Linked DNA regions of Mus musculus: all the other regions are linked to region 4. The links are chromatin contacts, called in public HiChIP or PLAC-seq and promoter capture Hi-C maps. All regions are on one chromosome and are shown on one strand. The core of a region is the stretch at or near the end of the contact, and the rest is flanking DNA. Distances in the headings are between cores, read along the strand shown.

Region 1 (3,528 bases), core at 4-2,503, 1.7 Mb after region 4:
CATTACTAAATAACGCTCCTTTTCCTGAACTAAAGGTCGGTCTTCCTTCTGACACGTTCCAACTTACTATTAATATTTCTTATCCACAGCTTGCCAATTCAATAGCTCTTTTCTGAACTTGGACAAGGAGGGGGTAAGGTACAAAAGTGCCGCACACGCTTCCTACACCAAAGATCACTCACACCTCAAAGTTTACTATCTCAGATTTCAAGGCCAAACCCAGTCAACTGGTTTGCCTAAGTTACACCAATTAAGAGCCGAACAGCACCTGCCCCCATTCTGGTAGGGGCCTCCAAAATACAGTCTGAAAGGTCGATTTCACCGCCCTCCTGCCCAGCACTTCTTCAGACACCACGGGTTGCCCAACCCAGATTCCTACACCCCAGACAGCTGCGGCCTTGGGTTCCAAGTTACCAGATGCACCTTGCCTCCCGAACTAGATCACGGATTTAATACAAGCTTTCCAAGGTCCTCCGCCAAAGCTGACAGGATCCAGGAATTGGGGGGCTAGCGGTAAGGACAGTCCCAAGCACCTCCTATCCCATCCCTGGCCAGGCACTCATTCCAAGACGACCTTTCGGCCCCGCACCCCAGCACATTCCGCAGCCCCCGCCCCGGGACAGTCGGTGCCTCCAGTCCAGCCCCACCCCAGGTCCCGAGCGGCTCCCCCTCGCCTCGCGGCAGGTGAGTCCCGGCAGCGGATCCACGGTCCCCGCGGGGCAGCTCACCTTGCTGAGGACCCCGCAGCGCTCCACAGGCGGCCCGGACTCCGTCTCCGGATCCTCCTCCGAGCCCGACGAGTTCCAGCTCTGGTTATCCGACATGGAGACGCGACAGCCGAGCAGGAGACCGGCCCCCGCTCCGCGAGCTGCGCCAGTGCAGGCGCCTAGTCCCTGGGGTGAAGGGTCGGGGGATGGCACCGCCAAGAGAGCCCGCTCCGGGGAGTGAGGGAACAGGAAGAGGGACGAAGCGCGCCCGCCGCGCCGCCGCCGCCGCGCCTGACACCGAGCGGACCGGGGAAGGAGGACGAGCGGCGAAGAAAGCCTGCCCTTCCAGCCGTCAGCCGCCGTGGCCGTGACCCCTGCGCTGCGCCCGGCGCCGCCACCTGAACTCGGCCCCCTAGATGCCAACCTCAGTCAGGGAGGGAGGAGGGGAGGAAGACGGGAAGAGCCAAGCCAACGGCAGAGACCCAGATCCACTCACTCACACCTCCGCTACAGCCGCCATCTTCCTGCCGGGTCCACTATTTACCCTCCCTCCTCTCTCAGCTCCCTCCCCTCCGTCCTCCCATCCTCCCTCCACCCCGCCCCGGGCCCCTCCCGGCGGCTCGCGACGCTCCCTACCTCCGGCCCTCCCGGGTGACGACGGGTAGGGAAGGAGGCGGAGCCGGGAGAGGAGAAAGCTGAACAGGGAAGCCGCTGCGCTGCATTCTGGGAAGGCTGGCGCTCCGTCCGCCGCGCAGCCTCCTGGGAGTTGTAGTCGCAATCCTAGGCAACTGGTGTGTGTCCTGGGCGCGCCTAAAGGCTGGTTGCCTAGGGGAACCTTCTGAAGGCAAGTGGGCTTCTTTTGAGAGTTGCGTGCCCCTTTCCGTCCAGCCTGGCTTCCGATTCTGCCTTGCGTGTTTGTGACGAGCCAGCGAGCCGGGACGTGAGAACCCTCAGGTGAGGATGGTGGGCTGTGCGACGCTGCTTTCCGGAAAGCCCGGGAACATCTTTGCAACTTGCCTGGGCAAAAATGATAGGGACTCCGTCGCTTCACTCAGGTTAGGAGTTTATGATCTCTCCAGTCGCAAACTGAAGATTTGCTTCCTCTCTAAAACCGTCACTGTTAATTCCGAAGGACTACTGTCTATGTCTTCGGAAGTAGACTTAATATTTGACGTTTACTGCTGTTGGAGGAAGAATTCCTTCAGACTATTTTCTCACTGTTAATTTATAGAATTTTTATCTCGTGCAATTAATGTTGAGGTTGTCAGAGAACAAATAACGTTTAAAGAACTTCTTAAAAAGGAAATTAGGGTCATATTATATCCTGAAGTTTTCTCTTAGTTGTGAACAAGTATCTCCCCGGAGACCCATGTTAACCATCTTTTTCCTCCCCGGAAGACAGGATAACTTGGATAGAAACTTTCTATCATTAAGATCAAAATGCGAGTTTTACTAAATAATAAGGAATTAGGCAATAGGTAGCTATCAAATTCCTGATCATTTCCAACTTTGAAATTCCTTATTTAACTGCAGAAAGAATTTCTACCTGCTACCCAGATGGAAAAGTAAGAAATTTTGAGTGTTTGGGGGTAGGGTGGGGTGTTAAGGCACAATGACTAAGAAAAAACAAACAAACAAAACAAACAAAAACTCTGGGAGCAATCGAAGAGTCCTACACTCCACATGACAGGAAGTAGCCCTGAGAAGTTCTTGTGTAGAAGCATTCCTGGAGACTAAATGCAGTAGAATCTAAGTCTACTGTATGTCAGATACAAATGATTTTCCATCGTAAAATCATGACAAACATAACTGAAAGATATTCAAATGAATAAAACCTTAAGAGATAAAGATTTTAAGAATACCTTATCAGGGTGTTAAAACATAGCCCAAGGAGATATATGTACACACACACACACACACACACAGAGAGAGAGAGAGAGAGAGAGAGAGAAGAGGGCAAACCACTTTGTAAATTACAAGAGTATGCATTTAGATAGTTTGCTTTGCTTACTAAGTCAGATATGAATAGAATTTCTGATTCTTGTGCTAGGTTTTAGAATCACTGCTCTTAAAGAAAGTGGTTGTAAATATTGAGGAACTCACCTCACAATGCAATTTAGAATCACAGAAACAGTGTTATGTTTAATTTCTAAAAAGAACCTTCAATTTATTTGGTGACTCATTTAGGTTTTGAGTAATTGTGACCACCAACACCCAGCTCCTGCTTGCTCAGTTGAAAATTGCTTCCTTGTATTTAGTGTTAATGTTTGAGAAATTGCCTCCGTTGCATGGGTCCTTTGTACTAGAGGCTAAGATATTTTAAGTACAGGAAGATTTTTGTCTAGTGATTAGATTACCACATTAGAAATTATGGTTTGCATTATTACTGTTAGCAGAAAGCAGTGCCCTGCAGTAGCCATGCCGGAATGAAGGGTACAAGCTTTCTTTATTTCATAATAAAAATGGCCGCTGTCCAGCTGTCTGTCTTACATAGGGCCTTTTCTAATCCTTGTGCAGTGCTCCTCATTTTCATTAGCTTAATTTTTAGATCTTGTAAAATATGGGGTTTACTTTAGTGTGTAGAATGAAGTAAGAAATTAATTGTTGGTTTTTGGTTTTTTGCAACTGGGCATTTGGACCTGGCATTTTATTAAAGACTATTCTTTGTTTGTTTGTTTGTTTGTTTGTTTGTTTTGGGGGGTTGCTATTATTGTTTTAGTTGGTTGGTTGTTCAGTGATTTGGGGGTTTTTGGGTGTGTGTGGGGTTGGGGGGGGGGTTTGAGACAGGGTTTCTCTGTGTAGCCCTGGCTGTCCTGGAACT
Region 2 (3,727 bases), core at 451-2,950, 1.8 Mb before region 4:
CTTGATCTGTAACTTTAGCTGGCTTGGAACTAGCTATTTAGAACAGGCTGTTTTCAAACTCATGTAGTTCCCCTGTCTCAGCCTTGGCCTCTGGAGTGATGAAATTACAAGCATGTGCTATTATTACTCCTGGCATTTTGAGATGTCGTGAGCATCTACATCTATTTGATGCTCAGTACTAAACTGCACTCCCACCTTCTTCAGGTTTCCTGTGTTTGTTCTCTCTCTCTCTCTCTCTCTCTCTCTCTCTCTCTCTCTCTCTCTCTCTTCTGAAAAGGTTTCATGTAGCAGAGGCTGGTTTGCAATCTGATACCTATTTTCCTTGTCAAGTTGCCCTACTGCCAGTACCGCAGGACTCTTCCATCACCCTTGAAATCTCATCATATTTAATATATTCTTGTTGATCTTGTTCATTTATTTTGTATTTTCTCCTCTGTAACATACAATGTCTTATTTATTGCTCCGTTGATATCTCTGGAAGCAATAAATTTTGCAACATTCGTGTGCAAAATGTGGAGTATAATCATTTTTGACAGTTTTTATTTTAAAGTGTACAAAAGCCCATATAGTGGATGTCCTGTGAAGTGTTTCATGGCTTCTCTTTGCGATTTCCTCACACAGAATTTCAACCTTTTTTTTTACTCAATTAAAAATTTCTTGGCGGAGGTTGGGGGTTGGACAGATGGCTCAGTAGATCCATTTCCTGCTCTTCCAGTAGGTCCTAGTTTTGGTTCCCAGCACCAGCATCAGGAGTCTGATAACTACCTGTAACTTTTCAGTCTCCCGCAAACTCGCTCTCTCCATACTCATAGTTAAAACTTTTTTTTTTCCTAGCAGGGTATGGTAGCCTATACATACCTGTAATCTCAACATTGAGCCCGTGCAGGCAGGAGGATCAAGAGTTGAAGGGCAGCCTTAGCTATAAGAGGCCCTGTCTCAAAAACCCTAAAACAAACAGGTTCTATGCTCTGGGGATGCACTGGTGCTAAGGCACTACTCTCATACTATTTTATCTTATTGTAATTTTGAGGTAAGTCTTGTCAGATAGTCCAGGGCTCGGAACTTGTGACCTCTTTATTTCGGTTTCTCCAGTGCTGGGATTGCAGGCACGCACCACCATGCTCTGCATTCTTGCACACTTTGACTCTTCTCGAAAACTCCTTAATAGTTCATAAAAGATTCAGTTAAGTAGGTTGGGGATGGACGTTCCATGGCAGTGTGCATGCCGAGAATGCAGGGTTTGTGAGGGATCCTGGGTTCAAACCCTAGCACCACTGGCGAGAAATTAAAAGTTTGAGCCGGGCAGGCAGGGGTGGCGCACGCTTTTAATCCCAGCACTTGGGAGGCAGAGGTAGGCAGATTTCTGAGTTCGAGGCCAGCCTGGTCGACAGAGTGAGTTCCAGGACAGCCAGGGCTACACAGAGAAACCCTGTCTCGAAACGGCCCCCCCCCCAAAAAAAAAAAAAAAAAAGTTTGACCTGGAGGATTCAGCTGCTTCCGCTCTCTCTTTTCAACAACTCCCAAGGTCTTACAAAGGAAAGAATATCTGTCTTCGAATCAAAAAAAAAAAAAAAAAAAAAAATCTCTGGTTTACAGGTAACCGAAGCTACAGAGCGTTGCAGTTGCTATGGCTCCCGGCGCCCGGAGTCTGACGTCATCGTCGGCGCCGAATGATTACGCATTGCTTCCGGCGCCTTTCGCGAGCCGGGACGCGGGGAGGAGAAACTTAGCTTTTAGTGTGGCAGGGTCATGAAGAGGAGGCGGTGGCGGGAGAGCGGAGGAGGCGGAGGGGGCGCAAAACTGCGGTAGCCAGCGCTGGACTGGTGGTTGTGGACGTGTGGGAGGGTGAGAGTGTCAGCCTGCGGGCAGCGGCCGGGGCTCTGGGCTGAGCGCGGCCGCGGAGCCGCCGCTCTCGGCCCCCTGGCTCCGCCATGTTCCGCAGGGCACGCCTTAGCGTGAAGCCAAATGTCAGGCCTGGTGTAGGGACCAGGGGCTCCGCCGCTCCCAATCCCCAGCGTGGACCAGAGGCTCCCAGGCCTCCGGAGCCTGCCACCGAGTCAGCTCCGAAGCCAGCGGAGCCCACAGATGTGCCTGCAGTGGATTCCGGGGGAGCAGAACCCCAGGAACAGGCTCCCGGGAGCAGGTAAGGTCTTCTATCAAGCTGAGCTGTTGGATTTTTACCACGGAGCACCTCTCCTGCAACAAGCTTTTGATTTGAGCTGGATGAAACCACTTCTAGTTGTAGTTTTATTCCGTGATCTGAGGGTGCGACTACTATGACTCTGTCACGATCTTAAGATTCCCGAGGAGACAGTGTCTTGCCTTATCTTACAGAGATGGGAATCCAGGCTTAAGGATTTTGAAGTCAAGAATGTAGACGCACCATCACTTGGAAATTTAATTAATTGTCCTGGAGTACTTTACACTGAAAGCACTTTGGGATTTTCATTTTGTGGATATTTATTTTTGAAAGGAGAGCACCAGTGCTGATTTTTTTTCCTCCCTCCACGCGGTGATGCGGTTGAACCCAAGGCCTCATGGAGTGTTAGGTAAACGCCCTGCCCCTGAGTCAAAGGGAAGAGGCTTAGGTTACTTATTTTGGTTCGAGTGCATACTTCTTTATTGTAACTACGTTTCCTGAATCAAGACGCCTGGCTTTAGTGACAAATACCACATTTGAATTTAGGACGCTCCTACTTAGCTTAGCAAGTTTAAGTAGGTTGTTCTCAGAGAAAATTTGTTCCTGGTGTCAAGTTAGTACCTCCTTTAGGACAATATTGTGAGATCAGATAGGATTACATAAACTGCCTTACATGCCACATGGTAGAATAGTTCCCCCAAATTTACTAAAAAAAAAAATTTGATTACTTTCAAAAAAAGGTGATGAGACCGAGTATGGTGTCACAACTTTAGTCCTAGCAATAGGGAGGCAGAGGCCACCCTGCTTTAGGACAGTCAGCCCCATAGTGAGAACCCGTCTCAAAAAACAAAACAGTGGAGAAAGGTGATGGTACAAATTAAATATGTGACGGGTTAATATGGTGACTGTAGTGTTTTATAATATACAGAGGAAAAAGCCAGTAAGTAATCACATTAAGTGACAGGGAGATGGTACAATTTATGTTTGCATAGTAACAGCATTTCTTCTGTTAATCAGAGTTTGTGCTGTGTGTTATTTTGGCATTCCAATTATGCACCATGATTTCAACATTTTTTTTTTTAAACTTGGATCTGTTTGAAAATTTTCTGCTTAGAATAGAAATACCAGTATTGGTCACTGCTCCAAATTTGGAAAATTTTGTTAACTATATAGGAAGGCATAATGATTGATATTTTATAAATTCCCATAGGCCATAGTCCTGAGACATGCTTGAGAATATTTTAGTTGACAATTAGAGTACATCATATACTATGCATATAAACTATATGTGTGAATGTGTATATACATACACACATATAGTTTGTCTGTTTGGGGGGGACAAGATTTAACTATGTAGCTTTGACTTGCTGGAAGTCTCTTACCTCCTGAGTGCTGGCATTAAAAGCATGAGCCACCAGGCCCACCAAGTTTTTTGTTGTTGTTTTTAAGGTAGAGTTTCATCTAGCTCAGGTTGACCTAGAACTCTCCATGCATGAAAAGACACCTTTAAGTTTCTCATCCACCTGCTTTACCTTCTGAATGCTGAGATTACAGATATGTGCCATCATGCCTGGTGTATGTAGTGCT
Region 3 (3,536 bases), core at 747-3,246, 1.8 Mb before region 4:
TTTGTTCCTTCCTCCCCTACACACAAGCTTTGTTTTCTATATAAGGAAAGAAATTGAAGCTTTAGTCTCAGGAATAAAAAAAACAATTTTGACTTCTCTCCTCAGCTACGTGTCTCTATGCTCTTAAGCCACCCTCTCACAAGCATGGGTCAGGTGATGTGGGCAGTTTGTAAAAGACCTCAGCTGTAAGGGCCTTTTTCCTGGCCTCTGGGCAACTGCACTCAGGTGCATATGTGTGTACAGTCCCTCGGGCATACACATCATTACAAGTACACTTTAACACCCTAACACTTCAATCCCAAGTATTCAGCCTAGCCTACAAACATGGGCACCATTACACAGACTCAGCAGCCCGCGTCGTGTAGTTATTCCCACCCGTGTATATATTTAAGGAATAAGCCATGAATTTGAGAGGCACCTGGATAGCAGTGGGAACTCTCGGGACCGGTAGGAGGGTCAAAGGTAAACAGTTTTAACTAAGTGAAAAGCAGAGGAAACATTTTGGGCACTTTTGCTTAGTCCACACTGCCTGCACACTCACTGTGTAGCCCGGGCTAAGGTTGAGCTGCTGATCCTCTTAATTGACCTTTTGAGTGCTGGAGTTGCTAGGAAATTATTTTCTTTTAGCCTCGTTGCCAGGAATAAATGTTTCGTTCAGCTCAAATGCTCTGCTTTGGTTTGTTTTCTTTTACATTTCTTGGATGCCATGTGAATCTTTAAGTTATTTTCCACATTACAAGATCTTATTTGGGGTCGGCTTGTAGCAAGATAGAATGCTTATGTCATGGTGAACTCACTTTGATTTGACTTAGGCCTTCGTTTTTCTTAGATTTTAAAAAAGCTGGCCATTTCTGGAGCTAGGGAGGGCTCAGTGGGTAAAAGCACTGGGTTGAGCAGGGGCAGAAGGATCAGAGGTTTCTAGCTGCACACCTCGCTGCAAGTTCAGTGAGAGACTTGGTTTCAAAGGAATAAGGCAGAGTAATGGCTTGATACTGACATTCTCCAGCTTCCATGTGTCCATGTGTGCTTCTGTACACACACCGTACCCACGTCTGTACACACAAAGTGCCACTCCTTCTAAATTAGCACCATTTAATATAGTAGGCATGTTTCACCTACTCTCTCTCTCCTCTGTGTGCATGTGCGCGCGCGCACACACACACACACCTAGAGCCTTTTGCATTCTAGGCAAGCGTTCTACCACTCAGCCCAACACTATTTGTATGATGACATTGTCTTCAAGATTCATGTTAAAACAGTTGGTTTCAGACAATGTCTCATTTTGTTGCCCACCCTAGCCTCTAAATTCTTCACTTAGTAGTCTGTGGACTCTTCACTTAGTAAGCTACAGAAACTTTGACAAGCCTTCTATCAATTGGTTTACCATAGTTTTCTGTGGGTCGGGCTTCTTTCTTGAAGCTGCAGAGTGGTAGAGTCTATGGTCCCCAAGGGAGACAGAGCGACCAAGCCTGGCTCCCATCTTAGTTATGTGTTTCTACCCAATCTGGCTTTTATTCGGGTGCTATTCTCCTACAGCATCTTTCCTCCTAGGGCACAGCCGACCCTCTCCTTAGCCTGTTCATCTTTCTGATGCTCCTGGCGCTTTTACTTTGCTCATGCTGTAGTAACACGTAAGCATTCAATAAAGTGTGCGAGTCAAAACAAAACAAAACAACACTAAGGCACTTCGCAGAGTGTTTTTAATCCTTATTGGTGTGAAGATCCCAGTACTGATGTCTACAATCTGTCACATTCTAAAAATGATCAGGTGTGCTGAAGCTCTGCAGTACATGGGCTAGAGGCGGGTGCATGCTTGTGACAAACGCTTCGGCAGGACAGCAGCCACTTATCTGTTCGCTCTACTCGGCCCAGTGTTCCTGGGCTCGCGATGGAACCTGGACTCGCGCAGCTGCTCTTCTGCGCCTCATTGGCGGAGTAGAGAGGCGTGGCGCGCAGCGCCGACCAATTGGAGGTGGTCTGCGATGGCACGTGTGCGGGGCTGGCCTGGGAGCTGATGGACCAGGGCTGGTGCTGCAAGGACTCTGGAGGAGCAGCCCCCAGGAGCTGCAGAACCGAGCTGCAGGGCCGCTCTCTTTCTCTTTTGGGTGTTTGCCATCGCCATGTGGGGCGCGCTGAGGTCAGCTCTGCGACCGTGCTGTCGGGCTGCTGTACCCCCGCAGCGTGCCTATCACGGGGACTCAGTGGCCCGACTGGGCACCCAGCCTGACTCGGCCTCCTCCACCTACCAGGTAGGTTGAGCGAGCGTCCTGGAGGCCTGTTCGCCTTCCTGCCCCGGAGTCATCGGAGGCCAGAGGGTGGGCATGCTTGGATCTCTGCTGTTCTTTCCTTTGCAGCTTCAGGCGTCATTCTGGGACTCAGTAGGGTCCTGTGAAGTTTGCAGAAGGAAGTCGTTCCAGTGAGATTTTAGTTCACTTTTAGGACTGGTACTGGCATTTTGTGTCACTCAAATCAGTGGTTCTCAAAACCCCACAAAGCATTGTCGCTTGGACAACTTACAAATGCCCGAGACCGGTTTGGCAACTTTGTAATCACGAAGTTGTGGTCCTCGTGTTTGCATGGCTGGGTATATTCTTTAGCGGTCTTGTGGCAGCCACCTTTAGGAACTACCATAGCACGATAGTTTACACTCTTCCGCTTAATAGTTATATTAACAATACACAGCTCACAATGTCTTTACATAGCTTTTCTTGGGACTGAGTGGCTTCCCCTGGCCAAAGAAGCAACTCATAATTTGTGAAGTATCAAAGCTGGAACATTTAAATCTGTTTCATGGCCTCTACAGATAACGTCTGAATTATTCATAGAACCAGCAGTTATTTGCCAGGGAAGAAGTTAACTTAGTTAAGCACTAAGTTGTTTGTGCGGTATTTTAAGTATTTGGCCTGGATGTGTAGGAATGAAAGTCATTTGGGGCTGGGAAACGTTAACTAGAAATCAGATAGCTGTGCGGCTGTGTGGTAAGAGGTGTCCTAGCCCTGAAGGGCTGAAGGCACCTAGAGCACACAGAGCAGAAGCAGGTGGATCTTTGTGAGGTTCGGTCCACCTTGATCAACAAAGCCAGTTCCTGGACAGCCAAAGTTACAAAATAACTTCTCAAAAAAACTACCACCACCACTACAACAAAATACAACTACTATATACTAATTGTACAAAGTAATAAATACACTTCACTATATGTACATACATGACTCTCTTATCTCCTCTCCACTCTTTTGCTGTCTCCTTTTCTCTTTCCAAGTAGTCCTTATACTTTCATGTCCCTAAATTGTACATCTAACCTAGATTCTGCATGTGAGAGAAAATGTGGTATTTGTTTCCCTGCCTCCCTACTGTGATGATCTCTAGTTCCAACCATTTCCTTGAACATAGCTATTTTATTATTTTTAGGACTATCTTGTTTAGTTTTGACAGTTTCATACAGAAATACAGTGTATCTTTTTGTCTGTTTTGAGGCAGGGATTTTTATTTTCCTGAGTAGCCCTGGCTGTCCTGGCTTTGTAGATCAGCTCTGTAGA
Region 4 (3,411 bases), core at 113-2,612:
AACTTCCAGGAGAGACATGAAGACACTACAGTCACACAAAGTATCACATAACAAAGTTGCTACATTTTGTCAGAAGGCCACAGGAACAGAAAGTTAGTTTATAGCACTCAATGGGAACTGTTTCTAAGGAAAGAACAATTTCTTCTAGGCACGTGTGGGTTGAGCCGCAACTCCACCCCCTCTCCTCCCCAGTTCTCCCAGGGGATGTCCAGTGCTATTCTCTTGAAAACTTCCTTTCAAGCTCCCATTAAAGGGGGAAAAAACTGCCAGATGGAGATCTTTTTTCTTTTGACACGAGGTCTTACTTATTTTGTAGCCTCGACTCTGACTCCGGAGTGCTGGGATTAAAGGTGTGTACCACCTCCCTCACCTGGTTTAAGATCACTCTTAGGAGCCACCGCACACAAAACCTACCTAGTGCCTCATATTTTCTGATCTTAATTTGGACAATTTTTTTTTTTACAGTTTCTTTCCCATATTTTCTAATTGGGTCTGATAATTTATTTTCAACACCAACTAATTCGATGTGCTAGACATGCAAATCACGAGTTTCCCGAGACTCAATCCTTCCTAAAATGGGGTTAAAATAGTCACCTCTTTGCGGACCCCTATAGAACAATAGGTTTCAATAGACGGAATTACCAGTCTTTGACCAGAGAACAGGAAAGGAAAAGGGAACGGTTATCTAGACTGGATTACAGAGATAAGCAAAGACTGTTGATTCGCCAAGACTTGAAGCACAAGGGAGGGAAAAAACGAAATGACAGAGATGGTGAGAAAGAGTTAAGAAAGAAAGGGTGGGTAGGCTCGCCAGCCAGACGCCTGGGAAGGGAGAGTATAATGCAAGCAGGGGGCACAGTCCCCAATGGAAGCTAATCACAGAGGCTTCGGGTTCTTCCTAATTCTTGAAATTGTCCTACAGTGGGGGCAAAGGTGCTATAAAAAACGAAAGGCGTCTCACGGGCGACAGGTGTCCGGGCGGGCGTTCCCGCTCTACGGCCGCGGGGTGACACCCGCTCCCGCTCCGACGCGGCGAGCGGATCCGGGGACAGGGGCCGGTCAGGCGGGTGGTACACGCGCCCTGAGCTCAGCGGGAGAGCGGCTCTGGCCTGGCCTAGCCAGATCGGTCCCGAGCCCCGGGCCTGCTTCGGGCCCAGACGTCACTTCCTATCTTTTATCTCCTCTGGAAAAAGCCCAGAGCGTTCGGTGAAGGCGAGACGACTCCCAGGGATCGCTTCTTGTTTCCCTAGCGCCCCGTAGCCCATCCTCTCGGAGAACCATGGATCGCCTCAGTTCCGGGTCATTGGAGAGCGGCCCGGGGCCCCGCCCAGGGCCCCGCCCACCAGGGCGCTTTCTTGTAGTTCTTTGGGTCGTAAACCTTCTGCGCCTGCGCTGCACGTCATCTTCCCGCGACGCGCCTCTGCGCCTCCGCGTTTCCGGCTCCTGGACTGTCCGCGTGATTTTGAGCGAGTGCTGCAGAGCGGTATGCTGTAGGGAGCTGGCGAAGTCTGGGGAGTCGTCCTGGGGATCGGTGCCTCGGTGGACCCTCGGGGCCCCGCGGAGGTAGGCGATGGCGGCTCCCGGTGGCGGCCCAGGCTCTGCTCAGTCCTCACTGTGATCTCTGACATCCTGGACGTCTGTTCTGGGGCTTCCCCCGGAGATCACTGAACTTATCTGCCTCCGCGATTTAATTTTGACCCAGGCTTTGCTCCTCTGTAGTCGCTCTCCTAGCCACCTCTGTCAGTCCCTGGAGCAATCTCTTCTCCAAGGCCAAGGACAGAATTCTGTTTTAGTGATTTGAGGATGGCTGGGTATTCGTCCCTCTCTGCACCTCCGCTCTGCTTCTTTTGTGCCCATCGTGCCACATTATGCTTAGAGACCCCGCTGAAATGACATTATGTCCAGGTAGAATTAAACATCTCCCTCTTACATGTTCTCAGTACCCTTCAGGGTTTATTTGATCACACCTTGTGTCGTAATGCCTGTTATTCCGTGAATCCCAGTTTCTTAGGTCCTGACTTGGTCCAGTGATTTTCCTAACATTCGTTTTCATAGCATCTCATTGCTTGTTCTGTCTTCCCTTGCACGTCCCCGCCAATGCTGTTCTTCATTTGTGTAACTTAGCAAGCCAGCGCTACTTCTCACTTCTTTCCTCGAAAACCTTTCATTTCTTGAAAAATAGACTTAGGAGGTACTATTCCTGGGACAGATCTATTCCGGTGCCTGTTTTTATCTAGTGAGCCAATAATGGTTTTTGCAGATAAACATACTGTCTTATGTACAGTGATTTGGCTTGAAACTAAATGAAATAGGCCTTGACCTCAAAGAATTGTATTTCCTTTCAACAACAACAAATGCGTTTGTGAGTACTAGTGAAAAAATTTCTTGCCATGTCATTAACTATAGAATATCTTCTGCTTTGTCGGTTGGTTGGCCAGACCTAAAATATTTACCATCTGGCCCTTGATAGTGTTTGAGAACACCTGTTGGAAGGCAGAGAGGGATTTCTGAGGGACAGAATGACTTCCTGTGCTGACCTTAAATAGGAAGTACGTAGTGAAAGGGCATTCCTGGTATGTTAAAGCAAAAGTGAGTGTGAAGTGAATGAACCTTGGTTTGCTCTGCTTCATCAAAATAGCAATTAGAATAAGTTAAACTGATTGCTTTGGTGCTGCTGATGTCGGCTGTGCAGGCTTTTCAGAGTGGACAGAGAGTATCGTCGATATAATCGTCCATCTGATACTCCCGACTGTCTTCAGTTGAATGCTTCTCGTGTTAAGAACTTAGATTCTTCTTCTCCTTCTTTTTTTCTTCTTCTGTCACTTTTAAGTTTCCTCTGTTTAGGTTTTCTTTCCTACAGTTTGAACCTTTCACGTTTAATTTTATGTCTGATGCCAGCACATTATCTCTAATTTCATCTTAAGCCTCTACACTTAAAGATTAACTTTGTTTTCCTTGCTTCTTTTGTCTTTTAGGAAGTCAGGTCAGTCTGTTGTGTTTCTAGTTCTGTATTCTTTCCTTTGACAAGAAAGTGAATGTTCCAGCCCTGCATGCTTTTCTGGTTTCAACTACTGGAAGGCTAAGTCTTATTTACTCTCAAGCATTGCCGCCTGCTCTGGGAGGTTTAAGGACATACATATGCAGCATATATGTGTGTGTGTGTGTGTGTGTGTGTGTGTGTGTGTGTATGTATGTATTATATATATATGTGTGTGTATGTATATATTATATATGTGTGTGTGTGTGTGTGTGTGTGTATGTAAATGTATATATGTATATAGATGGGCCAGTATGGTACCCCAGATCTCTATGCTTCAAGTGTCTCTTCCATGATTTCAATGAGATGGTTTATTGGTCATTAGTCTATAAAGTTCCACACAGCCTTTTGAAAGAAAGTAGAATGAAAATCAT
Region 5 (3,556 bases), core at 243-2,742, 1.2 Mb after region 4:
CAAGTGCATCTTCTGTAAAGGAATCAACAAAATCTTCCAGCATATGAAGCCCCAAATCTTTTCCTCTGTATTTCTTCCTTATAAACATTGTATCAAGAACTGGCAGTTGGTAATTCTGAGTAAGAAATGAGGCACATAAGCTTCCTGCAGCAGTAAGAGAAACCAAAGAATTTTACACAGTAAGTTACATGGACATTTAGTAAATACGAGTTAACATTTCTGAAAATAGCTTTTCCCTTAAGTAAAAAAGCACACCAAAAATGTGTATATTCTTTAATAAAGTATATTGTAACTTTTGTTATACTCTATAATGTATGTGTGATAATAAGAATAGCTGTTATTTTATGTTTGCCAACAGTAATATAGGACAAGTAGCTTACTAACATTTCATGACGTACATACTTGGCTATGACTATATGTATATTACACTCTATCTTTAGACATAACCTAACCTTCTCTATCTGCTCCACGAACTGAAACAGCTAAAACCATGAGCCAAAAATAAATACTTTCAATTGCTTTTGCTCAGATATATGGTCACAGCAACAAAAGTCTGACTAGAACACTATACAAGGAAATCCTATTTGGTCATAAGAAGAAATGAAGAGTTGGATTAGAGAAATGGCTCACAGAGTCAGGGATTGGTTCTCAGCACCCATATGATGGCTAACAAACATCCATAACTCCATCCCACCTCTGATCTCTTAGGGCACAAGACATGCACACGGTACACATACAGGCAAGCAAACAAAACAGTAATACAGATATAATAAATCTAATTTTTCCAAAGAGGTGAAGTACTGATACATACTACAATATATTATATGAGACTTGGAAAAAGACTATTAAGCCGAAAGAAAGAAAGAAAGAAAGAAAGAAAGAAAGAAAGAAAGAAAGAAAGAAAGAAAGAAAGAAAGAAAAGCTAGATACAAGCCACACAACATATGACCTAGATTAATTCATAGATTAATCCATGGATTCATGGTTGCCAAAGGCTGGAAATAAGAGTGACATTTGTATATAGATTTTCTTGTTTTGTAATAATAAAAATGATACAAAACTGGTAAAATATGATACATTTGAAATGTGTAAATTTTGTGGTATATGAATATGCAACTTATTTAAAATATAAATAAAATAGCAATGTACACATTTGATGTATACCATTTATAATCAAATTCTGCAGAGACAAGTCTGAAAGTATGTTCCTTCAAGCTTACACATGTTCTCAGTGAATCTTGACATCCGCTTGTCCAGTCTCTCTGAGCCAAGCGCCCCGCACTCACCCCTGGTCCTTCCTGCAGCCTACAACAGTCCATCAGAAAGCCTGCAGCAGGAGCAGCAACAATGCCTTGGGCCTTGTTTCCTTTGCCCAGGCCACAGCACCAATCCCAGGCCTTCCAAAGCAGCCCTGTTGCTACACTCTCAACCCTGCTGACACGCTCTGTACTGATGAGTTGTCAGGAGCTGTTTCGGCTCCCGGAGAAGCTGGCTCCGGAGGTCCCTCCCCATTTCAGACCTAAACACGTTTGTCTTAAGTATCCTCTAAGGCCCCTTGTCTAGGCATGTGCCCCCACCACAAGAATGAATAAAGAGTCAAACAAAACAAAACAAAACAAAACAAAACAAAACAAAACAAAACAAAACAAAACCAGCTCTGTGACAGAGAGGGAAGAGAACAAAACAGCTCAAGGACAAAAACATCATGTTCTAACAACAACTAAAACGGATAAACGGATTTCCAAGAGATGTTACTATGATTGATCCCATGCTGTAAGAGTGTGAGACGCTGGGAGTTCAGTTGCGGGAAGCACTACCCTGGAGAGAAGCTCACAGGGAACTCCAGCTAACTTAACTGCTGGTTATTGTGAGCTCCAGATTTGATGCTGTTACTGCCATCTGCTCTGCTGGGAGCCTTCCTGGGGAGACTCTGCTCTGCCAGGGGCTCTCTCGATCTGGAACTCCAGCTAGGAGCCCTAACGGTGCTTCCCCACTGGGTTTCTGACGGATTTGATGACATTACCTGTTAGTTGTTATTTATTCTTTTACTTGGAAGCCTCAAGTGGGGGTGTGGAATGACATGGGAGACTTTTATCAACAACTCTAGTTACCTGCCTCAGTGGGCTTTCTCAACTGATTTCTGCTAGACATTTTAACCAGCTTATTTAAAGGTGTTCTGCTATCTATCTTAGAAACTCACTCATTCAAAACCAATACTATGAGTAGAGATGGATCAGTTTTTCAGAACACCCGTTCTTGAAAAGTACCTGCATTCAGCTCTCAGCACCAATATGGTGGCTCATAACCATCCATAACTCTAGTTCCATTGTATCTGACTCCCTCTTCTGACTTGTGTGGGTACCATACACACGATACACATATATACATGCAGGAAAAACACTCATACACATAAAATAAAAATAAACTGAAAGCATGACTTAGTTTATTATAAGTCATTCTCTGGACTGTACAGAACACCTGCACACTCTGGGCACCCTGTCTCTGCACTCCTAGTGCTGCCAAGAGCATGAAGGAGTTAGGCGGAGGTGGGGCATCCTTTCCTCCCAGCACTCAGGCAGCAGAAGCAGGCGAATGTCTGTCACCAGAGAGTTCTCGGACAGCCAGGGCTACACAAAGAAACCCTTGGTTTTTGGGGGTCAGGGGGCAGCAAGAAAGATGGTGTTACCCTCCATCCTGAAACCCCTTCTGCCCTTCACCACAGAGCAGGATTCACTCGCTCTTTGGCCTAGAAACCTTTGAAGATACAACCTCTACCCTCTCCAAATTCTATCACTCACTCTATAAACCAAGCTAGGAAGCCATCTGCAATTTCTGAAGTATTCAAACCGATTTCTCCACTTTCAGTTCCTACCTGGAATCTCTTCTGAGACTCACACTTCCTGTTTCTCCATCAGCTCATCAGAAAACCTTCTCCTAATCACTCTATTTAAAATAGCTTCTCCGACACCTCTGATACCCTCTCTTTAATTTACCTGATCTTTTTCCTAGTACCTACTTGTCTGCCCATTAGTTCCTCAAGGACAGAGCTTTTACTATTCTCAATGTGTTCCTTATTCTTTTCCCCTACTCTTCCCTCTCCTATTCCTCATCTGTGTATCACCTAAAAATAACATAAATAAACACTTCAGTGATACTACTCAAGATCTAGTAGCAGAAATCACAAGCTTATTCTGCCAGAGGGAGCAGCTTCCTCCTCTCGCCAAGTCACTTCTTTGTCCGCCAAGAAAGTAGCCCTTGGGGTTGGGGATTTAGCTCAGTGGTAAAGTGCTTGCCTAGCAAGCCCAAGGCCCTGGGTTCGGTCCTCAGCTCCGGAAAAAAGAAAAAAAAAAAAAAAAAAAAAAAAAAAGTAGCCCTTCACCGCCCTAAAACCACCTTTAGCATCTCATAAACATGTCAACGTGGGGAATATTTTTCCCACACTGTATGATATGAACCCAAAACAAATTAGTTAATCATTCTTCATGTTTTCAGAGTCAGTTAAGTGTTAGCTATCTAAAAGAAACCAACTCAGGAAAACTTGGTAAGGGTCTAGTTT
Region 6 (3,870 bases), core at 1,118-3,617, 1.9 Mb after region 4:
ACTACTCTGGCAGCTTTAGGACAGATTTGGATTCTAAAACTATAGAGTCCAATCGAGAGCCAGCTGTAGGAATCCAAGCAGTAAGGGTTCTTTTAAGTATCAACCTGGGAGACAAAATGAGGTCCTTAAACCAGAATGCAGCCTTGGCAAGGGCTCTGAGGTGTGGCTCTGAGGCAGCTGTGCGACGGTGATGACAATGTGGGCTCATGACCAATGACCACTTAAACATCCAAGTGGGGACTACTGATGTGCTCAGATTTGTGTCCAGAGTAACTAGATGAAACATGCTACTACTCACCGAAGCAAGGACGGTAGCACAATGGAACTGGAAGGTCAGCAAGTTCAGTACCAGCTGTGCCGGCATGAGGTTGCCTCTGGAGCATCGGGTTTGTGGGCACGCAGGAGTCAGTATCCCTGGGCTCCTATGGATTTACTCATCTGTGGGCCAAAAGTATTTCTTAAAATCACATTGGTCTTGACATGCACAGACTTTTCTTATCGCCATCCCCTAGACAATTCTGTGCAATAACAACTTACCTAGCATTTATACTATATTAGGGTTCTATGTAAAGTGGACATAATTTAAAGTGTGAAGGGTGGTATATGTCATAGGCTACACTATGCCATTTTATATAGTTCTCTTGAACATCTGTAGATGTAGGCATCTGCAGGATCTGGGAATCAATCTGCTGAATTCTGTGGTTACAGAAGGATAGCGGTTATGTGACTACGTTGGCTACTCAGCACCCAGCTCCGAGCACTGGAATTCACAATGGCTAGGATGTGCCTTTGCCTGTATTACAAGCATAGGCTGGAGATTTAGACTGAGGAGGCATTGACCTCTTGGGGTAATACGAAAGAAATGGGGATGGATGGGATTCCCCATTGTGGTAAAAGAACTGCTATCCTGCAGACCAAACACAACTGCACACACTTTTAGAATATAAACATATGTATTTTCTAGAAGGATTTTTAGATTCAAACATGATTTCAAAGGAGTTCATAATCCTAACAGAGGACTGCTCTGAGAAGAGGAACCTAAAACTGCTAGCTTTTAAGGAACAGTGAAGTGTCAGGAGAAAGATGGGAGGCAGCCAGAACACCGGAATTGTGTGGAGAGCAGTATGAGGGTCACTGGCCAGAAGGGGGCAAGGAAGGCCCCCAGCATGCAGATCAGGAGGCTGCCTTGACACCCGTGACAGTTTCAGCTGCCCCTGGAGCAGGCCTCAATTATAGTTTGCTAAGAAAACAATTGAGATAAAGACACTGAAGAAGAAGGGAGAGATGCAGGGAAAACCACAGAATAGAAAGCCAGGGTGCAGCCAGAATTGTGCAAAGGGAATTTCTCTTTTATTCAGCATTGGTATGGTTCCAGAGGATAAGTAAACTAAGTCTGAGCTGTGACTGTCTTTCATTAAGCCATGCAGGGAAGATAAAATAGGCATGGATCTGCATCGAAGAATGAACACTTCACTAGTCTCAAATCAACCACTGTGGTAATTTGATCCGTTTTAATTTTAATTACATTTTCCCTTATGACTTGTTTGCAGACCTGGTAGGCAACCAGAGTTGGGAATTGTGGATTATTTTAGTAACAAATGAGCTGGTATGATCAGACGCCAAAATTGTTTCTTAAAAACATATTGCGGTCAGAAAGCGATCGGACTTTTGGAAAATACGTTATCTGCCATTTATCCCTGCTCTTTGCAAACAGGCAGGAGAAATAACGTGAGACGAAAACAGTAGCATTTCTTCAGTTTCTGGGTTCAGAAGAATGGTGCTTTAGAGGGTGACACGCACCATTCCACTACATTCTCGGCACTCTTTAACCTAAGCTGAAACCACAAGATACTTTGAATGCTTCTCTTTGCTACTGGTACAACTTAACTGAAAAGCGGACTCGGGGAATTCAAACGCAATCTCTAAGAGGCGGAGAACGAACCAACGTGTAGCTGGCCGCAAGGTGACTTCTCCCGTCTTAACTGCACGCAAAGAGAGGGCGAGCACCAGGCCCTTCCAAGTTTTCTTTCACCATCCTCCAATCCGGCCCCATTTAAATCTAATTCTTTCTTAATAAAAAACAACGTTCTGTTTGGCTATGTCCCCACGTCCTAAAGAACAGGACCTACTTAGTTCGCATCACTTGTGTCTTCTCTTTCTGGCACCTCCAGGGACGATGCTCCCAATCCTGCCAGGGAGGAACCGGCCTGGGCGCCGCCACCGGGATCCACCGTCTCGGCGAAACCTCGGCTCCTGACTCGCTGCGACAGACGGCGTCGCCGCCGCAACCAAAGCAAGCACAGCGGCTCCCCTAGCAGCCACTTGACAGTTTCAAACTGAGGGCCCTGATGAAAGACAGCCCTAACTATTGGTCCACAGCTTCAGCAATCTTAAACTTGATTGGTCCGTGGTAAGTGGGCGGAGCCCAAGGTATCTCCGCGGGACAAGCCGGAAGTAGGAGATTTACAGGCAAAAGCCGGCCCAGAGTTCCCAGAACAGAGCGCATGCTCGGTGCTGCTCTGTGCCTGAGGACTACTACGGGGCGGCACTGCAGACAAATTTAATTATCTTCGCAAATCTGTGAAAGCTGAGTGCTGTTTATTTTCAACAATGAGGATGACATAGGCATAAAGCCTCGAGATTTCGTTTCATGCACAGATAACAGGCCGCAAGGCCACTGGCCCGGCAGCTGCTCTCTTAAAAACACAAATGTCCGATGCCCTCTATTGATTTCTTTAGTTTTGGGTTAGGGAGTTTAACGAATAATGTAATTATGAGGATGAGGGTATAACAAACTGCCAGCCTAAGTTTTTTGTTTTTTGTTTGCTTGTTTGTTTGTTTTTGACTTGCAACTCCAGGGCATTTCCCTTGGTTTATTCTGTGTGGGGTATTCAAAAATTTAAACATAGATCCTAACTTTGGTGACATCTCAGCTAAAATAAAATACAGAAGGCTAAACAGGGAGAATCCAGTGTAATTCACTTCTAAATCCATAGCAACGTAATTTAATACTGTAAAATTGTTTACTATCACAGACCCAACAGATAATTCCCAAAGTAGCCCTTGGCAGCTACTTTAAACCAACATGACTGAGTCTAACCAGCCTAAGTTTTACTGATGACCTAACTGCTGTAAGCTGCAAACAGAAACTTTTGGTGGAATATCGCGACCTTAAAAGACAGAACACAATTACAACTTAAAACTTGGCTTTAGTAAGTACTCATTAACACCTTCGGTAATGCTACCCACATAATACGGTCTAGGGAGATAAAATGAGTTAATATATTAAAACAGACATTTCGGACCCCAGACTAGAAAAGAATAATCTGTTCGATCCCCCCCACCCCTTTTGTAACCTACATGATGTCACTTTCTTTTTTCTGTATACGGAAGTGGCACAGCTGCAGCCTCACCTACTTCTGTTTGTCAAGAGTTAGACTTTTATTATCTTTTAAAAGTTATGCTCTCTCTCTCTCTCTCTCTCTCTCTCTCTCTCTCTCTCTCTGTGTGTGTGTGTGTGTGTGTGTGTGTGTGTGTGTGTGTGGTGAGGGGAAATAGTCTCTATTTTCACCACGTGTGACCTGACTTGGGGGTTGAACGCAGGTCATAAGGCTTGGTGGTAAGTGCTTTTACCCATTGAGCCATTTCACTGGCTCTTATATTTGAATGATAACGAAGAAGATCACAAAAAATTTTTGTTGGCATTAGCTGTGTTGATTTCCTCCCCTAAGCTTATTTTAAAAGACAAATTACTACCACTAGAAATAATTTTATACTTCGTTCTAATAATTGTTGTTCAGTTGAATACTACATGGTGACCCTGTTGTGTTTTATAAAAGGAGCAGGGGTGGTGGTGGCAGAGGTGGTGGC
Region 7 (3,791 bases), core at 736-3,235, 1.9 Mb before region 4:
AATAAATAAGATCTATGTGTCATGGAGGGATATATTTTTAAAAAGTCACTACTTTCTAACATAACAGGTCCCACCACCTAAGAAAGCCTCAATGTGCTCAAGTTTATTTTTCTTCTCTCTCTTTCTTTACAAAATGTATGACCTGAGGAAATAAGGAAAAAAATGATTAACCATTTCATACCTTAAAGGAAGCCACAGCTTTATCATAAGCTTTTATCAATGCTGTATCATCCCAAATGTCAGAATCATCACTCTGAAGAGGGAGAAAAAATAAAAAATAAGTTATAGATAGATGTGCTTAATAAAAAACAGATAATAGGAAGTACTGGGGAAGTAGCTCAAAGTCCCTAGATCAACCCCCAGCAATGCCTACAGCCCAGACACTCAGAGTGTGTGTTACAGGCAGATACATTTCTAGAAAGTCACCACGCACGAACACAGAGATCCTAGCACCTAAGAAAGCCTCAATGTACTCAGTAGAAGCAGAGGACTGCCAAGGCAAAACTGGTCTGGGCTATAGTGGGTTCCCAGACAGCATAGACTACAACATAAAACTCTATCCCAACAAACAAACAAGCACACCAACAAACAAAAACAAAACCATGAACTACAAATTAAAATGGCTCATATCTATAATCTACAATCCCAATATCCCGGAGCTGGAGACAGTAGGGTTGCCAAGAGCTCCAGGCCAGTCTAGCATATTGAATTCCAGGCCAATTTAGGTTATGGAATGTGTCCCTGATTCAAATGGGGGCGGGAGGGGGGGCTGAGACGGGGCAATCTCCTTGAGTTTGATGCCAGCCTGGCTTACATGGAGAGTTCCAAGTCTCCTAAGGCTACCCTGTGAGACCTGTCTCAAAACAACAAAACAGCAACAAGAAAGAAGCTGCAATCAATAAGATTACCCCTGAGATTGTAAACATGACCCATCACCCTGGGCATGAAGAAGTTACCACGATGACAAATTAGCACAGGAACCTTGTGGTTTTAAGGAGAGAACCAGACCGCCAGGGCTCCCCTGAGGACAAAGGGCAAAGCTTTATTCAGAATAGGAATTGCTGGGCTGTCCCCCAAAGAAGGAAATGCAGCACTGCCCAAAGCTGCCCAGAATTCTCTTCTCCCACCCCAAGCCCCAAGCAGAAATCAGTTGCCATACCATAAGACGACCGAGGTCCTAATGTTTTAAACTTCGTTAGATGGAGTATGTTGTTTCCCAGGCTAGACTCAACTTCACATTCCTGCCTCAGGAGCTGGGACTGATCACATGCACAGTCCACCAACTTGGCTCTGATTTGCCCTCGTACTTACCAGTGTTTATCTTACTTCTACAGTCTCCCTGTAATTTAGGCTGGTCCGGAATTCACGCTGTAACCGAGGATCTTGAACTCCCGACCCTCCGGCCCCCATCTCCCAAGTGTTTGTGCATGTAATTATGCGTGCACCACCAACCCTGCCTCGGATCTGCTGTCGTATACATTTGAATGCAATGCAGTCAATAGCAACTTTCAACTACTCCGGGCAACTTTAGTTATCCCTCTCTCTCAAACTTTATCAACTGTTGTTTGCAACACTTGGTCTTTCCGGTTACAAAACTGGATCCAGAAAACCAGCATTTTAGTCTAAAGTCCCTGTGAACATCTTCATCCTGACCTAAATCTGGAGCTTTCCAATGGCTCCTATCTGGTTGCCTTGCTTCAGCCAGCCTGTCCCCGTTCCTGCACATCCCCTCACAGTCACACAGGACCAAAGCGTGGCTCACAGCCTCGCCGGCGCCCGAGCTGCACCAGGAGCCGCCTGCGGATGTGGCCCGAGCTCGCACCGCCTCGGTCTCGGGCAGCGCTCCGAGTGCTAGCGCCGAGCCGCGACCTCACCTGGCCGGTGCCACGCCGGAACAGCACCGTATCTTCCTGCTCGGAGCCCGCTCCGCCACTGCCCATCGCCATGGCCTGCTACCACGGACGCTGCCGGGCTCACTCAATGACGACTTCCGTCATGGGGCTTCTGGGACCGGAAGAGTACGGTGGCCCGGAGGCAGCCAGAGACCTCCTACACGCTTCCAACTCACTCCTCCCACATCTGTCTTTTCTCTTTCTCCCCTCCACCTGTCTTCTAGTTCTTTTTTTTTTTTTTAACCTTTCCCTCTGTTTTCTTCCAATTTATTTTCCTCCCTCCAGCCCTTTTCTTTTCATTTTTCAAGTCAGCCTCGCTATATAGCCTAGGCTGGCCTTTGCTACCTCAGCTTCCCGAGTTTGGGATGAACCTTCACAATAAGGGCATCCTGTGTTTGCTGGTTCTTGATGCACACACCAATTATTAGACGATGGGTTGGTATCGGGCCTTTTGCAGTGTTAGGTGTCTGTTTTGTAATGGGCCCAAGGTTGAGGTAAGGGGAGTCGACCATTTCCTTCATCTGGCATATCTGGTAAATTCCTGAGTCTGATTTTCCTGATAGAATTTCGATATCCCATGTGCCACCATAGTTTTGATTTATCCCAATAAATTTACAGATTGACTCAGGAATAAGCCACCTATCAGCCTGTAGAAAACAAACAAAAAACTAGATAAGTCCTGGCAGATGGTGCTATTTCTGGTGTACCCAGAGGTTTCAGTCACCTCCCTCAAGATGGAGTCAGAAGCTGCTTGTAGGGTGGAGTTTCCAGAGGCAAGCAGGTATGAGTTGGGGCCAGCCTGGTCTACATACGAAGTTCCAGGCCAGTCAGAGGTTTGCAGCGAGCCCCTGTCTCAAACTATGATGGACTCTCCCAGGGCAGGGCACAGCCTGGCAAAACCCACTGTTTTCTACAATTTAGGGGATCTTGGAATAGGGCATAGACAATAGGGCATCCCAAAAGCGCCCAGTGAGATTTGTGGGTTCTTGTGTTCCAGGATTTAACAAAATAAAATTGGACCAGGGGCACACTGATAGTGATGTGGGTGTAGATCGTTTGTTAAGAGAATGTTCCCAGCTGCGGACATGGACAGAGTATCTGGGAAACACATCCTACTGAGCTGGTAAAAGGCAGAGTGCCTTAGCTAAATTAGGGGATATTTACCCAACAGAACACTGAAACAATGTCTCAAAACCACAAAAACCTGCAATTTAAAAAAATGAGGAGGCGGTGACATCTTCGGCTCCAGAAAACCGGCCACCTTCCTGGCCAAAGCAACACAGCTTCTGGGAAAGATCCTGTTTTGGGCCTTCATCTTCAGCCAGGAGGAGGTCCAAACACCAGATAACTGTGCACCTTCCCTAAAAGAGGAGAGCTTGCCTGCAGAGACTGCTCTGACCACTGAAACTCAGAGGAGAGAGCTAGTCTCCCACGTCTGCTAGTAGAGGGTAACAAAATCAACAGAGGAACAATCTCTAAACAAAGACAACTATAACAACTAACTCCAGAGATAGCCAGATGGCGAAAGGTAAACGTAAGAATCCTACTAACAGGAACCAAGACCACTCACCATCATCAGAACCCAGCACTCCCACTTCGCCCAGTCCAGGGCATCCTAACACACCTGAAAAGGTAGACCTGGATTTAAAAGCATTTCACATGATGATGGTAGAGGACATAAAGAAGGAATTTAATAACTCACTTAAAGAAATACAGGAGAACACTGCTAAAGAGTTACAAGTCCTTAAAGAAAAACAGGAAAACACAACCAAACAGGTAGAAGTCCTTATAGAAAAACCGGAAAACACATCCAAACAGGTGATAGAAATGAACAAAACCATACTAGACCTAAAAAGGGAAGTAGACACAATAAAGAAAACCCAAAGTGAGGCAACGCTG

Evidence for each region. Promoter capture Hi-C pulls out the DNA fragments that hold promoters and counts their contacts. HiChIP or PLAC-seq counts read pairs in DNA pulled down with a chosen protein or histone mark.
Region 1: a promoter capture Hi-C map of pre-B cells shows a contact between it and region 4, with 2.2 times the contacts expected there. The contact joins the promoter of Cert1 here to the promoter of Ankra2 in region 4. A contact is called at or near these places in 5 of 39 promoter capture datasets (the C10 cell line, liver, neutrophils and 1 more), 3 of 484 Hi-C or Micro-C datasets (CD4 T cells, CD8 T cells and liver), 4 of 115 datasets of contacts at active chromatin or transcription factors (bone marrow-derived dendritic cells, embryonic stem cells, regulatory T cell precursor and 1 more) and 2 of 9 other capture datasets (adipose tissue and liver).
Region 2: a contact with region 4 is called in an H3K27ac HiChIP or PLAC-seq map of regulatory T cell precursor, with 23 times the contacts expected there. The contact joins the promoter of Bdp1 here to the promoter of Ankra2 in region 4. A contact is called at or near these places in 5 of 39 promoter capture datasets (cranial neural crest, hematopoietic stem and progenitor cells, liver and 1 more), 2 of 484 Hi-C or Micro-C datasets (CD8 T cells and muscle stem cells), 3 of 115 datasets of contacts at active chromatin or transcription factors (double positive thymocytes, regulatory T cell precursor and thymic regulatory T cells) and 1 of 9 other capture datasets (adipose tissue).
Region 3: a contact with region 4 is called in an H3K27ac HiChIP or PLAC-seq map of thymic regulatory T cells, with 14 times the contacts expected there. The contact joins the promoter of Mccc2 here to the promoter of Ankra2 in region 4. A contact is called at or near these places in 1 of 39 promoter capture datasets (liver), 1 of 115 datasets of contacts at active chromatin or transcription factors (thymic regulatory T cells) and 1 of 9 other capture datasets (liver).
Region 5: a contact with region 4 is called in an H3K4me3 HiChIP or PLAC-seq map of embryonic stem cells, with 5 times the contacts expected there. The contact joins the enhancer-like site here to the promoter of Ankra2 in region 4. A contact is called at or near these places in 6 of 39 promoter capture datasets (cranial neural crest, embryonic stem cells, epiblast stem cells and 2 more), 1 of 484 Hi-C or Micro-C datasets (embryonic stem cells) and 2 of 115 datasets of contacts at active chromatin or transcription factors (embryonic limb bud and embryonic stem cells).
Region 6: a promoter capture Hi-C map of liver shows a contact between it and region 4, with 4 times the contacts expected there. The contact joins the promoter of Poc5 here to the promoter of Ankra2 in region 4. A contact is called at or near these places in 3 of 39 promoter capture datasets (erythroid cells, liver and pre-B cells), 2 of 484 Hi-C or Micro-C datasets (liver and muscle stem cells) and 3 of 115 datasets of contacts at active chromatin or transcription factors (microglia, regulatory T cell precursor and thymic regulatory T cells).
Region 7: a promoter capture Hi-C map of liver shows a contact between it and region 4, with 3 times the contacts expected there. The contact joins the promoter of Smn1 here to the promoter of Ankra2 in region 4. A contact is called at or near these places in 1 of 39 promoter capture datasets (liver) and 1 of 9 other capture datasets (liver).

Annotation. Positions count from the first base shown.
Region 1 is chr13:96,540,460-96,543,987 of GRCm38.p6, reverse strand. It overlaps Cert1 (ceramide transporter 1), which reads right to left and starts at 1,253. Exons shown (of 18, transcript NM_023420.2): 1 at 729-1,253. The coding sequence starts at 824. It overlaps Polk (polymerase (DNA directed), kappa), which reads left to right and starts at 1,409. Exons shown (of 15, transcript NM_012048.3): 1 at 1,409-1,661.
Region 2 is chr13:100,102,043-100,105,769 of GRCm38.p6, reverse strand. It overlaps Bdp1 (B double prime 1, subunit of RNA polymerase III transcription initiation factor IIIB), which reads left to right and starts at 1,700. Exons shown (of 39, transcript NM_001081061.1): 1 at 1,700-2,143. The coding sequence starts at 1,932.
Region 3 is chr13:100,014,099-100,017,634 of GRCm38.p6, reverse strand. Mccc2 (methylcrotonoyl-Coenzyme A carboxylase 2 (beta)) reads left to right here and starts at 1,996. Exons shown (of 17, transcript NM_030026.2): 1 at 1,996-2,249. The coding sequence starts at 2,121.
Region 4 is chr13:98,261,027-98,264,437 of GRCm38.p6, reverse strand. It overlaps Ankra2 (ankyrin repeat, family A (RFXANK-like), 2), which reads right to left and starts at 1,362. Exons shown (of 8, transcript NM_001271388.1): 1 at 962-1,362. It overlaps Utp15 (UTP15 small subunit processome component), which reads left to right and starts at 1,446. Exons shown (of 13, transcript NM_178918.3): 1 at 1,446-1,563.
Region 5 is chr13:97,103,542-97,107,097 of GRCm38.p6, reverse strand. Fam169a (family with sequence similarity 169, member A) reads right to left here. Exons shown (of 13, transcript NM_001100458.1): 6 at 1-144. Among named protein-coding and RNA genes, the nearest start is that of Nsa2, 33 kb to the left of the region's middle. Within about 2 kb of position 1,492, at least 14 of the 459 cell types and tissues checked have an H3K27ac peak or open chromatin away from gene starts, as enhancers often do. A contact at or near this core is called in embryonic stem cells, where this site is marked.
Region 6 is chr13:96,386,791-96,390,660 of GRCm38.p6, reverse strand. It overlaps Poc5 (POC5 centriolar protein), which reads right to left and starts at 2,367. Exons shown (of 13, transcript NM_026173.3): 1 at 2,130-2,367; 2 at 299-438.
Region 7 is chr13:100,123,049-100,126,839 of GRCm38.p6, reverse strand. It overlaps Smn1 (survival motor neuron 1), which reads right to left and starts at 1,985. Exons shown (of 9, transcript NM_011420.2): 1 at 1,875-1,985; 2 at 182-253. The coding sequence starts at 1,946.